Regions from separate parts of the Zea mays genome. Here region 2 is linked to region 1. A link is a contact called in public Hi-C data. All regions are on one chromosome and are shown on one strand. The core of a region is the stretch at or near the end of the contact, and the rest is flanking DNA. Distances in the headings are between cores, read along the strand shown. Region 1 holds the start of LOC100191462. Region 2 holds the start of LOC100191465.

Region 1 (3,811 bases), core at 459-2,958:
ACCACAGATGCCAAACTAAGATACAAGGAAAATAATCAGATGGCTGCAAGAACAAGATCAACAAATCACAAAGAATGCATAGAGAATGAAAGGAAATGAAGCAATAGTACCAAAGGTGGTTCATAAAACAATGTTGAGAGTTGATATACCTAGTTCTGTCAATATCCACCCTGAAAACCAGTGCCTCCGACCTGAGAACCAGGCACCTGGCCCTGCCCAGATGCCCCAGCCTGATAACCAGCAGCAGTGGCAGCTGCGGCAGCCGCTGCCGCTGCAGTGCTTGTCTGGGTAGTTGCCTGGCCAACCTGAAACCCAGGTGGCCCTTGAAAGCCAGGAGGAGCTCCACTTCCTTGATATGCAGCTGCTGCTGCTTGAACACCTGCTGCATTTGGGAAAGCGGCACCTGCTCCAAACGACGGTGTCCCAAAACCCTGAGCTCCAAAACCTGTAAGACCAACTGTGTGTGCCTGCTGCCCCCCTGCACCCAATGCAGCAGCGGCGAAGGCTGGGTTCATAGCAGCAAGCATGGCTGGACTCATCCCTAGCGCAGCTGGGTTCTGCATTGCTGCTATCATGGCAAGCATTGCATTGGGTTGAGTGAATGCCTGTTGCTGTGCACCTAATCCCAGCATAGCAGCTTGCTGTGCAAAACTCATGTCAGGAACCACAGTAGCACTATATGCTGATGCATCATATGGGCTGATGGCAACACTGGAAGGAGCAGTCATCTGGGCGGCGACCACAGATGCAGTAGTGGGATTGGAGTTAGTATTTGTATTCATTCCAGATGAGCCCTTGGTCCTCCCATCTATGGCTTTCTGCACATTGAGTGTCTTTCCATCAAAATTCTTTATTGGCTCCTCCAAAGCACGGCGAGCACTCTCCACAGACTTGTAAACAAATAATGCAAATCCCTTTGGTCTGCCAGTGTTCTTGTCAAAGCCCAACGGGCCCTCTTCAATCTCACCAAATTGTGCAAAATACTCATATAGGCGGTCCACGTCCACATCAGCATGCACATTACCAACAAATATCTTGCGTTGTATATTGTCAGTTTGTGATGATGAGGATCCAGAAGCGTTGCTCGTGGAGTTAGAGTTAGCATTGGGGTTGGCGTTGGAGATAGGGTTCTGAGACTGAGCTGGGGGTGCGGGGCCTGAGGCGGCGAGGTGACAGAAAGCAAGACGACCACCGATTTGGAGCTGAGGGCGGTTGAGGGCGCGGAGCGCAGAGCGGCGGGAGCGGAAGAGGACGAACCCGTAGCCCTTGGATCTACCAGATTGCTTGTCAGAGATGACGCGGCAGTCCTCGAGCTCGCCGAAGCGTGAGAAGGCGGAGCGGAGGTCCTCGGCGCCGGCACCCCATCCGAGACCGTGGACGAAGAGCTTCCTGCTGGCAGGGTCGGCCTCAACGGCGCGGCGGACGGCCGCCATCGTGGCGGGGCTCGCCTCCGCCGCCGTGCGGAGCAGCGCAACGAGCTGCTCCCGCGACAGCGGCTCAAGTAGCTTGACAATGTCCTCCGCGTCGTCCTCGTCGTCGCCGGCGCCCTCGTCCTCGTCCTCTTCGGCGGCGTTGGGTTCGGGCGGGTCGTCAGTGATGGGGAAGTAGATGGAGCCGCGTGGCTTGGGCTCCGAGGACGCCGGCTCGTGGCGGTGGTTGGTGGTGGCTGCCTCCACGGCGGCGGGGGACTCGGCGGGATCGGCCTTGCGCTTCTTCGGCGCCATCGATAGGCAAGCTAGGGTTTAGGCGCAAGCTGGGAGATTGGGATTTGCGACACTAGTGATTCACAAGGAAAATGGGACATTGGAAAGAGGTAGAATAAATACAGTACACACCAGACCTAAACCTTGATAACGGAGGCCTGGCGGCGCCGAAAGGCCCGTGATAATTGAGCCTTAATGTAAAGTCCTTACTGGAGGCCCAGTAGTAGCAACCCTTAAGTTTTTCCTTTTTGCAGGCTGGCCCGGCTTATTTTGGAGGGCCATATAGTGAAGCGTTCGTCGTCTAATTTCGGGCCATTCCAATTTATAATAATTTATAATCCGTTTAACTTTTTTACCTTAAATTTGATTAGCTTGTTATATTAAAAAATTCATAATTATTATTAATTTTATTGTGATATTGTTTAGCATATAATATACTTTAAATATAGCTTTGAAATTTTCATTCTTTCGCAAAAAAAAATGAGTAGGACAAGTCGGTCAAACGAATTATAATTTGGGAAGGAGGTAGTATAAAAGACAATTAAGGCCATATTTGAATCCACCTAGTTTCTTAGAAGTAATACCTAATTTATAAGATAATATAAAAGCAGAAATTAATTCCTTTATACATGTGCCCTCTTTTTGTACCATCACACGTGAACACCATATTTAAAAACAAATAAATATAAAATAAATGTCACTAAATTATGCATCATGCTGGAATTTTATTGTGTGTGCATTATTTGTGACAATATAAAAATAACATAAAAAGAAATATGTTAAAGTCCAAAGTGAAATTTGAGATCTAAAAGAAATTCTAGAATTTAGAAAAGAGAAGAAACTAAATATTATGTGGATAAAAAAAGTAAATAAAAATATATTATTCCTACACTAGGGTTTGAATTTGTATAGATGACTCAATGGTGAAACTCCTAACAAGGTTCAAATTTCTTTTGGAGATTCAAATGAAAAGGAAAAGAAAATACAAAAGTGTCGGCGTTTCGAGACCGGGGGGTCCCTAAGCCGACGAGTGAATGTCGTCGCGTGCCCCAGCCCAGATGGGTCGACGCGAGGCCGAGCGCGAAGGGGGGAAGTGAGGTGGCCGGAGACAGGCGTGAGAGAGGTGGAAATCCCGCGGCCTTCGTGTTCGTCCCGCGCCCAGGTCGGGTGCGCTTGCAGTAGGGGGTTACAAGCGTCCACGCGGGAGAGGGAGCGAGCGGCTCCAAGCGAGCGCCTGTCTCGTCCTCGTCCCCGCGCGGCCAACCCTCTCTAAGAGGGCCCTGGTCCTTCCTTTTATAGGCGTAAGTATAGGATCCAGGTGTACAATGGGGGTGTAGCAGAGTGCTACGTGTTTAGCGGAGGGGAGCTAGCGCCCTAAGTACATGCCGTTGTGGCAGCCGGAGAGATTTTGGCACCCAGCTGGTGTGGTGTCGTGGCCGTCGGAGGAGCGCTGGAGCCTGGCGGAGGGACAGCTGTCGGAGCTGTTGAGTCCTTGATGACGTCCTCTTGCTTCCATAAGGGGGCTGAGAGCCGCCGTCGTCACAGAGTATGCGGGGCGCCATCATTGCCTATCTGGCGGAGCGAGTCAGATGGGACGCCGGTCTTGTTCCCCGTGGCCCGAGTCAGCTCGAGGTAGGGTGATGATGGCGCCTCCTGTTGACGTGGCTGGTCCGCGCCCTAGGTTGGGCGATGTGGAAGCTCCTCCGAAGCCGAGGTCGAGTCTGTCTTCCGTGGCCGAGGTCGAGTCCGAGCCCCTGGTTCGGGCGAGGCGGAGACCGTCGGCTGAGGCCAGGGTGGAGTCCGAGCCCTGGGGTCGGGCGAAGCGGAGTTCGTCGTCTTCTGGGCTGAGCCCAAGTCCGAGCCCTGGGTCGGGCGGAGCGGAGTTCGCCGTCTTCTAGGGCTTAGCCCGAGTCCGAGCCCTGGGTCGGGCGGAGCAGAGTTCGCCGTCTTCCGGGGCTTAGCCCGAGTCCGAGCCCTGGGTCGGGCGGAGCGGAGTTCGCCGTCTTCCGGGGCTTAGCCCGAGTCCGAGCCCTGGGTCGGGCGGAGCGGAGTTCGCCGTCTTCCGGGGCTTAGCCCGAGTCCGAGCCCTGGGTCGGGCGGAGCGGAGT
Region 2 (3,466 bases), core at 565-3,064, 200 kb after region 1:
AGAGCACGGCCGCAGCCCCCCCGCGGCTGCTGCCGTCGCTGTTGTCTCCGAGGCGCCTGAGCCCGGAGAGGTGGCGCCTGGCGTAGTGCATCAGCGAGCCGGCGACGTTCTCGGGGCTCATGCCCCTGGACCGCACCGCCGCAATGAGCCGCTTGTAGAGCGGCAGCGGTAACGAGGACGCCTGGTCGTACCACCAGCCCGCGCCGGGCGACCGCGGCCTCCCGGCGGCGCCGATGCCGGTCCAGATCGCCGTCTCCTCGAGGCTCTTGGCCGTGAAGTACTCCAGCATCGGCCACCCGGAGAGCGTCGGGTCGGCGCACGCCTTGTCCGCCAGCGAGTCGATGCACCGCTGCACGATGAGCAGGTCCTCGGCGGCAGGGAGCACGGCGTCGTCGCACGTGCCCAACGCGCGCACCGTGTCGCTCCAGCCGGCCAGCACCTCGGACAGGAACGACTCCGCCTGCTCCACGAGGTTCCCTTCGCCGTAGTCCTCCGTCATGGCGAGGCGCTCCGCCGCGCACCGCAGCGGCACGGCGTTGCCCGCGTTCAGCTCCGTCTGGACGTCGTAGCAGAACCTGGCGGCCAGCAGGAAGGCCTCCGCCCCGCCGGGGACGTCGTCCAGACGCACGGTGCACGGTTTGCTGCCATCGCCGGTGGACTCGTTCACAAGCTTCTGCAGCGTGCCGCTACGGCTGGTCAACGGAATCTGAGCAATTAACGAGAATGATGCAGATGGCATTTAGTTGCACGTCGTCAGCATGTAAAACAAGTGCAATTTACCAAACTTGCAAGTTATCTGACAGTCTAAAAGCATCACTGATCACACATCGCATAGATTCATGTACTGGAACGTCAATTCATTCGGTGGGGGCATCACGCATCTGACAGTCTAGCGTTCAGAAATGAAGGATGTGATGAGCATTGGGACATAGGAAACCAATACCTTGTGTAGGTGGAAGGACGTATCTCCTACTTCGACGACCACATCGCTTGCGAGCTCCGATACGCAGGTCCTGCAAGAGCCCGGAGAGGTACCAAAGATCAGTGGCTAAAAATATTTTTTGTTGTCTGCACAGCTTTTCAGAAAGGTGTTATCTGAACAATGAATAGGGACATCCGATTGGTCATTGAATTAGCTAGGATCGGTACTGAACTACTACCACTACAAGATCATCGATCCTAAATGGGCAACTTCGATCAGATTATATCCTCATCACACTATGGATGCAATTAAGAAACTCTAATAATGCCAGCGCTGCAACTAGAAACAAAACGGAAGTAGAAAACAAATCCGCAACCGATCTGCGACATGCAGTTGTCCACCTCAAACAAAAAATACAAAAAGAAAAAAAATCATGCAAGAAGATCGCCCGCGTCAGAGAATGAAGACGGGACAGTGGCCATGGCCGGGGGATACGAAGGTGTGTAGGTCGTACCAGGTGTTAGGGTCTTGGAACTGGAAGCAGTCCGCTGGCTTGGATCCGATCACCCTGGTCGCTGGCGCCGCCATGAACCAGCCGTTCGGTTCTTCTTCTTCCCACGGACGATCGATCCGGGATCGATGGATCAAACCACGCGGCGGCGAGACTGGATGGCCGTCCAATGTGCGGCCGGGCCGCGCACACCGAGAATCCGCGAGAACTGTAAGCGTGTGCTACGAGAAACCTAGCCTGTCGTCTCGGTCGGCCGGCCGGCGATTATCGCCTGCCGCGTCCGGCGCCACGTGACTCGGGCGGGAGTTCGGAGGACGTCGCAAGTCGCAACGCACGCACCGGATCACCTGAGGAGCCAGAACGTGCGCGACGGGGGGTGCGGCCGAGCCGAGCACACTTGCGGTGGCCTGCGGCTCTGCCCAGGGTTAACAAAAACCGTTTTAATTTAATTTCCTGTTAACCACCGAAAACAAAAAACGAAAGGTTTTTGATGGATTTCGAATTTCCTAGCCAGTTTTCAAATTCAAATTAAAAATCGGCTTTTGTGAACCCCGTCTGAAAAACCATGTGCTTGTTTACAATTTAGGTTCCTTCCTAATCTAGTTATCACAAGAATCTAAGGTGCTGTTTGGTTCAAAAATTGTAACGCAAATGGTAATGGTAATTGTTTCGGCTCGATTACTGGCGGTAACAAATTTGAATAGGCTAGTATTAAATTTTAGTGTGGTATCTGATTACGGTTGTACTAAAACAAACATGATTTAACGTTATCCGTTACCCATTACGTTACAAATATGTGAACCAAACAGCACCTAAATATCACGAGATTTGCATAGGAATGGAGATGAAGGAGTTTATACGATTTAGAAAGCGTGGGCGATGGAAGAAATTATCGTGGATTTACAAAGCGGTGGATTTCTTCCATCGCGACGATTTAACGGTTTCTCAATCCACGTCGATTTGAATAATTTTCACAAAATCGGACTAACAAACGAAGAGTTTTGGCGGCTAGAAGCCGATGGTTAGAATCGAAGCCAAAACAAAAACATACCTATGTTTTCCTATCGGGTTTTTTTCATGTTTCTCAAAAATTAAATTTGAATTTACAAATCAGTCGGGAAATTCGAAATCTGTCGAGAATCCTGACCAAGAAACTGTGCTTTCTTAGCAAAAACACGTTTTTACCTAAAATACAAATTATTTATCTAACAAATAATTGTTAAACATGGGACATATCAGATTACGCATAAAAACATGCAGTTTTTTATCATAATTTGATCTGTTTTCTTTTTCATTTTTTTGGATTTTAAACGTGCACGCCCACGCTACGGATACTGGGCCGGGCCTAAGCAAGCTATTGATGAAAATGGGCCTGTTCCTATGTTGGGCCCGTTTCAAACGGCAAACTCTCGAGCGAAGCGACCGACGGGGATAAGTCGCCCGAGCCAAATCCGACGGGGTTGCCAGCCGGCGGTTGCTTCACTCGCTCGCTGCAGCCGCGCGGCGATGACGGCCACCGCCAGCTGCTTCTCCAGCCCCGTCGCGTGGGCGCGGCCTCGCGCCGGCCCCGCAGGCGCGAGTGCGGCCTTGCGCGTGGGCCGGTGTCCCGCGGCCGCGGTAGCGGCGCACGACGTGGCGTTCCACCCGGACGTGTCCCGCGCGGCGGATTCGCTGCAGGCGGAGTTCCGCGCCGTGGACCGCGCCATCGCTCTCAACTCCTCCCGCGTGGCCGCCGCCTTCCGTCGCGCGCGCGTCGCCCCGCACGTAAACCCCCCTTCGTTTCACCCTGGTCCTCTGCTTGGCATCCGAGCTCACACCGCAGGTGAACACAGAGTCACGTTTGTGGCGTGTGTTTGTTTCAGCATTTCGGTGGGTCCACGGGGTACGGCCACGACGACGGTGGCGGCCGGGAAGCGTTGGACTCCGTCTTCGCCGACATTGTTGGTGCGGAGGCTGCCATTGTGCGCCCGCAGGTCCCACCTCCGCACACAACGCAATCTCGTTTTTTTTTCTGGTTACAGTACTGTGTAACC

Evidence for each region. Hi-C and Micro-C count contacts between places; a contact is called where the count stands out from the background.
Region 2: a Hi-C map of tassel shows a contact between it and region 1, with 2.1 times the contacts expected there. The contact joins the promoter of LOC100191465 here to the promoter of LOC100191462 in region 1. A contact is called at or near these places in 2 of 25 Hi-C or Micro-C datasets (ear and tassel).

Annotation. Positions count from the first base shown.
Region 1 is chr2:6,835,482-6,839,292 of Zm-B73-REFERENCE-NAM-5.0, forward strand. It overlaps LOC100191462, which reads right to left and starts at 1,709. Exons shown (of 2, transcript NM_001136895.1): 1 at 150-1,709; 2 at 1-43. The coding sequence starts at 1,433. The coding sequence ends at 159.
Region 2 is chr2:7,037,927-7,041,392 of Zm-B73-REFERENCE-NAM-5.0, forward strand. LOC100191465 reads right to left here and starts at 1,815. Exons shown (of 4, transcript NM_001136898.1): 1 at 1,437-1,815; 2 at 944-1,013; 3 at 1-706. The coding sequence starts at 1,510. LOC103645877 reads left to right here and starts at 2,873. Exons shown (of 12, transcript XM_008670585.4): 1 at 2,873-3,197; 2 at 3,296-3,406. The coding sequence starts at 2,940.